Regions from separate parts of the Mus musculus genome. Here region 2 is linked to region 1. The links are chromatin contacts, called in public Hi-C maps. All regions are on one chromosome and are shown on one strand. The core of a region is the stretch at or near the end of the contact, and the rest is flanking DNA. Distances in the headings are between cores, read along the strand shown.

The links. Hi-C and Micro-C count contacts between places; a contact is called where the count stands out from the background.
Region 2: a contact with region 1 is called in a Hi-C map of rod photoreceptor, with 1.8 times the contacts expected there. The contact joins two enhancer-like sites. A contact is called at or near these places in 3 of 484 Hi-C or Micro-C datasets (embryonic stem cells, nephron progenitors and rod photoreceptor) and 1 of 115 datasets of contacts at active chromatin or transcription factors (pancreatic cancer cells).

The regions. Positions count from the first base shown.
Region 1 is chr9:47,331,586-47,334,803 of GRCm38.p6, reverse strand. The region is part of intron 2 of Gm31816 (a long non-coding RNA gene); the gene reads left to right. Among named protein-coding and RNA genes, the nearest start is that of Gm31816, 35 kb to the left of the region's middle. Within about 2 kb of position 1,658, at least 5 of the 459 cell types and tissues checked have an H3K27ac peak or open chromatin away from gene starts, as enhancers often do. A contact at or near this core is called in rod photoreceptor, where this site is marked.
Region 2 is chr9:47,465,970-47,469,187 of GRCm38.p6, reverse strand. No RefSeq gene overlaps it. Among named protein-coding and RNA genes, the nearest start is that of Gm22286, 58 kb to the left of the region's middle. Within about 2 kb of position 1,482, at least 10 of the 459 cell types and tissues checked have an H3K27ac peak or open chromatin away from gene starts, as enhancers often do. A contact at or near this core is called in rod photoreceptor, where this site is marked.

The sequences.
Region 1 (3,218 bases), core at 409-2,908:
TGAAGGCCGCTGTCAATGGAAAATTTGAACCTCCTTTCTCCGAGTTTACCTTTCATGGACTGTGAGCACATTTTCCCTGTGGATGATAATGTGAGGAAGGCTGGAAAGGGGTTTAAAATCTCCTTTCTAACAGGTGGAAATGTGTCTTACACAGAGACTCTCAGCTACACTCAAGCCTAATTGTCCTTTACATCCAGCAGGGCATGGGGACAGCAATCCTGGCTGACTGACCACAGGCCTTACATTGGCTCTGATCTACCTCGGTTCTGCAGCCCCTCAGAATTCCCTTCATCTCTTCTTCCCCAACCCTGCCCCCACTTTTTTTTTTGACCCTTGTTGTCTGCAAAGCATCCCCACCCTTCCCTAGATTCCCAAGCCTAACACCTGCCGAGAGCTACTTCATTGGCAGGACCTAGTGATAGTTCCATAAAATAATAATGATAATAATGAATAAATGAGTTATTGTCTATTGCATTCCTAGTATAAACCAGGGCCCCTGAACTAAGCACTTTGCAAAAGTCTTATGCAGTCTGTTTACCAATAGCATGAAGGAGAGTTTAATGATTTTTCTAAGACTTGATTATAATTGAGGAAATTGAGGCTCAGAAAGACAGCACTGTTTGTCACCTCAATGACAAGTGGCTTGTGTGTGTGTGTGGGGGATGATGTTGGAACTCTGTCTGTCTATTCCTTCAGATCCTGAGGGGAGCTGGGATAGTCAAATACATAAGCCTCTTCTTTCTGCTGCTTTCCAAAGAGTTTAGGATGCCCAATATGGGTTTACGTCCTCTGAGCTCTTTCTCCAGCCCCTGGACTCCACCCTAAGGTAGTAACCAAAGACCCGCCTTCTGTGCTGCTGTGAATCTGTTTCCATCACTCTATTTCTTTGTCATAGTTTCATTATAAAAGGGGACATCAGAGCAAGTCATATTCCTTTTCCTTATTAGAGTAAGAGAGATTTTCAGAAGCAGTTCTAAGGCTTTCAGATGCTGTGTTTCTTCTACAACGGACCCTAAAATGAGGAGTCTAGAAAGGTCTCTTGGCCACAAGGCTGGGTTTGAAGCCATACCTTGGACACAGTCGCGAGGACTGCTTGCTTAACACTGTTCCGACTGCCTGGTTGCACTGACCTGTTCAATTCTCACAGCAACCCCATAGGTGTGAATTCCCTCATTCAACTGGAAAATTTGGGACAGTGAAAGAGTGCCTTAGTGCCTCTGATTTGTAAGAGCCAGAGGTGGGACAAGAGCCACAACAACCTTGAGGCCATCACTTACCTGTCACTACTAAAAACTGAGGACATTTAGGAGAGAGAGAGAGAGAGAGAGAGAGAGAGAGAGAGAGAGAGAGAGAGACTTTGCTTTCATTTATTTATTTATTTTCTGGCAAGCTGGCCTAGGAAAAGTTTCTACTGTGAATAGCATAGTTTTATAATCCAAGTTCCAAATAGCTGATGTCTTAATGAGCATAGCTGGGGCCTGCCTGCTTTGTGTCCCCTTAGCACACCTGAACAAAAGACAGGCTCCGTGGGCCTTGGGTGGGTGGTTGATTGATTGATTTCTTTTTGGCTGCAGGGAGCTCTGCTGGCTTCTACAACCTCTGAGGTTGGAGAAAGGAAGGAGGGGCGGTGGTGTGTATGAGTGGATGACTTCCTTCCATGGGTAGCTCAGTCCCGCTGTGCGTGCCATGCCTGTGCTGTGGGTAGACTCTTCAGGCAGGCACTATGGGAGCCTGGGCTCCACCTGCTGGATCCTTCCTTCTCTTTGACCAGGAAACTGGCAGCTGCAGGTGTGAAGGAGAGCAGAGCTGGCTTGGGGCTGCTTAGTTGTTTTTCTCCATCTTTTAGACCTGTTATGAATTGGTGCTCAGGCACCTCAGAGACAGAAGGAGCAAATGGAAGGGGACTTGACTCTGTGGCCAATGGGAAGGCTGGCCTGGCTGTGTGGAGAGACACACGTTCACGCTAACAGGCCTTTGGGACTAAGGGAACCCAAAAACTGCAGCTACCTATCCAAGTACTTTGTGTCCTATATGCTCCACAAGGTGGGTGGGGGGAGAGATAGCCCATGAGGGGAAGGGTGGGGAGAGGAGGAGGAGGGTGGGGAGGGGGGAGGGAGAACCTCAAGAAGAGGGGAAGGTTCAGTGTACAGAACAGAGGCGTGCCGGGAAATAAAGGATCTATTTTTTTCCCATTTGTTCTCTGCAAACATTTGTCATTTAATTTCTTCCTAATTACACAATTACGTAATTATGTAGTATTAGTAAAATAAAGCCTAAAGACGTTTGAGTAAAGAATTACTTAAGTAAATAATGTCTGACTGAAGTAATTATTTCCTGGGTTTTCTATTTTAAAGCAGAATTGAATGAAATTAGCTCCAGCATTGTTGCTGGAGCCGAGTGGGGGGTGGGGGCTGCACAGGCAGGGGGCAGGCATGAGGCCCTTGTAGAGGCTCCCATGGTTCCTAGCACTGGGGCACCCTTCTCACCCTGTAGATGGGCAGAACACCGTTGTGGGCCATGTGGCCTGGGGATTGGAATCTCTTCTGAGCCACTTGGCCCCTCAGAAAGAGCAGGTCCTGTTTCTGGGGAGGATGGTAAGAGCATTGGGTGGAAAGGGATGCCCAGGTAGCAAGGGCTGCAGCCTGCCTAGCATACTAAATTACAAAGGAGCAGTTGCACGAAGACGTCGGGTCCAGGAAGAGGTCACGAGTCAGCAGTATGCAACCAGGGGTCTAGGTGTGTGTGTCGGGGGCGGGGGACGGGGTAATGACACAAAGATAGGCCGTCAGGAAGAAGGACCTCAGGGTTCTGTTATGAATCGAAAATGTAATGGTTCTGGGGTCAGGTTTGGGCTTTTTCTTCCTGGACTGGTGTGCTGCAGAGAAGGTAGGCTTCCTTGAGGTTAGCATAACCCACAAAGTCCTTAGAGAATGAGGTAGAAGCCCTGGCTCCCTAGACCACTTGAACCTGGTCATGACAGAAGGGAAGGGCCACCCTTCCCAGCATGGTTTGAACAGCCTGGGATTCCAGGACCCTTGCTTGCATAGGAGCTGCCCTTGCTGCCACTATGTTGTTGACGCTCAGCAGGTATGAGTACTTCTCTACACATGCTGAGTTAACTTAGAGGTGTTTTATAGAGGGTGTTCTACAGAATCAGCCCACTCTCTGCTCCCTAAATAATCCCACAACTTCTCTGTCGGGTCGTGACCCTCCTTCTC
Region 2 (3,218 bases), core at 233-2,732, 130 kb before region 1:
GAGACCAGGATTAGAATTACTCATGCCCTCTTCTCAGTCCTAGGCGTAGGGCCCTATGTGAGGAACTGCAGTAAAAATCTGTTGAGTTAAATTGAAAGCCTGCGAGTTCCTTGGGTTCATCTTTGTCTGGCCACTTAAAAGAAGTTATTACTAATGTCCTTTTAACCCTAGAAATGGAAGCAGAAGCCAGTCCTTTTGAGAGAAATAAAGTGTGTATCAGGTTAAACACAAAGAGACTCATATGTTCAGCATGAGTTAAGTTGACCTAAAACCTCAGGTTCCCCTTCACACACTACAATGACCAACCCCACCTACTATCTGCTGCCTTCATGGAGGGCAATAAATGATGTCATACGGGGCATAGTGTGGAGACAGATGGGCCTCCTATGGAAACTTCGGATCTAACGTGTCTTTCCCTTTGCTGTTGACCTGATCCTCCCCGAGCATGGGCGTGGCATTTTCATGGGCTCAGAGCCTCGAGGAGAGAGATCAGTGTGTGCTTGCTCTCAACGTGGCCACCTTCATGGCTAGCCGTGTACTTGGTTTTCCCATAACAGAGAAAGTGCAGCTGCCTCCCCTCTGCTTCCCTCCCTCCTTTCTCTGCCCTCCTTTTCCACTTGCATTGTCTCTCAGCCCTCCCTACTTTGCTCTGCCCCCCTGGGGCCCGTCATAATTAGAAAATGGAGGAAGGAGGGGAGCCAGCCTAGTCCATCAGGGCTTCAGAGGGAGCTGGGACTGCGTGCTGGGGACTCAGGGCTGCAAAGGTTTCAATATTTCTTTTTCTTTCTCTACTACAGAACCTGTCAACACACTGGGCCTGATGCTAAACACCAGGGAGGAGCTAAGACCAGGAGCTCATGCCGTTCCTTAGCAATACGTATATAGTCCATATTGATATATGTAACTGTGCATTGTCATGTGGCACAATGCCCCTTCTCTATACTTTTATGTTATGGCTCCTACAGACCCTCCATTCTACCACTCAAGAAGGGAAACCGTAGTTGTATTGGATGGCTAGCTGCATCCCAAGCCTTGCCTTCTTGCTCCAAGCATCGGTGAGCACAGCTGAGCACGCTTTAGCTCAACACTACGGGCTACGCACGGGAGATGGATGCCGGTGTTTTCAGCCTCTGCTGTACCACACTCTTGCTCCTCCGCTGGCCTTTTCCTGAGCAATGCTGAGGGGATCATTAATCTGTCTCCTTGCTATTTTTCTGCCCAGCCCAGGGGACGATGTTGGCCTATAAATCAGCTCTGTGTAGAGTGGGAAAAATCAAGAAAGGGATACAGTAGGAAAGAAAATAGCCACTTAGGAAGGATACAGTCCTCAGCCTAACACCCAGAAAGTGGAGGAAGAAGAAGCTTCAGTGACCTTTTGAGGAGGGAACGCAGAAAGATAAAATCACACCATCCTAGCAGGGCAAGATCCAGGACAAAGGGGATCTTGAATCTCATCTTCAAGATGCAGTTCTAAGCTTCTTGTTCCAGCTAATCCCTCAGGGACACAAGTAGGCCATCTGCTGAGGTGGAATCCCACCCTGCTCCCACTTAGCTCTCTACAATTGGGAAACTACAGCATTTGCAGAGAAACAGAACAAATTCCACCGTGCCATTTATACAAACCCTACCTATCTGCTCACGGCAATTAATTATTAAAACCCACCGGAAAAAGATTTCTACGAGGCACCATCAGGATTGGGAGGCAGTGTAGTAGATATGGAGAACAGGAGCCTGGGAGGTGGCTAGACACTGGGTTTTTTTTTTTTTTTCTGAATCTCTGGGTACATTAACCCGGGGCTAGTTCATCAGTTTCCCTATCCCCTAAGATGAGCTTGAAAGCTGAGGTTCTGTGACATGGCAACTGTCAGAATAGTGATGGGAAGAATTCATATTTTACCCATTGCCTCTGCCAGGTCTTGGTTACTCAAGGCTCCACGGCTTGCAAGGAGAAAGGGATGCTGCCTTGTGGCCATCACTGTAGATCTTAACTCTAACCTGCTGCTGTCTAATGTGCACGAGTGAGACTGGTCCCTTCTAGGCCCAACTCTGCTCTAGGAAGCTTTAAAAATTTGCAAAAATATTTTCATGGGCTCAAGAGCTCAAGTCTCAGAAAGAAAGACAAGCTACTGATGCATGGTGAGAGATTGTGGGCCTGGATGAAGCTCTGACAACATATCTCTGAAGGGAAGCCACAAGACCTGTCTTACTGGTTTCTTGTGAGCACTAGGGATCAGGTAGCACAAGGAAACAGGACTCAGAGGCACTCAGTGTGGGACACCATGACTCTGATTAGATCATTGGAGTTAAAGACGGAAGGTTAACGGAATGAACATGCCTTCCAGGGAGATATTCCACAGGCCAGGTAATGTGGGTGTGCTTACGATATAAGTATGTGTATGTGGAGTAGGAGGGCTTGACTCTGTGTATATGTGCATGCATATATGAGTAAGGGTACATGCTAGTGTGTACATGTATGTGCAAACATGTGCCTTTCAGTTATGGTACACAGGATAATTAGCTCTCCAGGTAGACTTCGCCTTGGTTCACATTTCTATTCCTGCCTGGCCTATCCTTATCACTTTTCCTATTCCATGCACTATATTAATGGATCAGGAGCCAGCTTGTAATGGAGGTTCTTTGAATCCATCCTTGAGCTTTTAGAGAATAACTGATCATTTCCTCCTCTGTCTTCCTCTGCCTTCACTAGGCAAGGGGCAAGTTAGAGGGCCTAACTATGTGGGGTCTACACGTCACAAGTTACAGTCTTGCCTCTCCATAATGCCTTAGAGCATTTCACATGGTACCTGGTTCTTAGTGAGTGGTCAGGCCATGGCACATGTCATCATTACCTCCACTGCTGTGTCTGCAACATTACAACGTTAGAGCAGATCACTGTATTTTTTTTTCCTCACCAATCTTGAACTTTCCTGAGTGGAGACTTTTCTCTAGCACTCAAGTTAGCAGCTTGGCTCTGTAGCTGTTTGGTAAACAACATTACTTCTCTCTTCTGCTCCATCTTTACCTCTCCACACTCTCCTTCAAGTTACCATTGGGATGAAAGCCTGAAAGCCAGGGCAAAGCCTTGACCCCATTAAAAATAGATATTATTAGTCAATTCATTAAGACCCACTCTGAATACGTATTTAGCAAGCATTCAGCATATACTTATTACATCAGCAGGGCTATTTTCCCCCCACTGTTGTCTTCAATAGACTCAG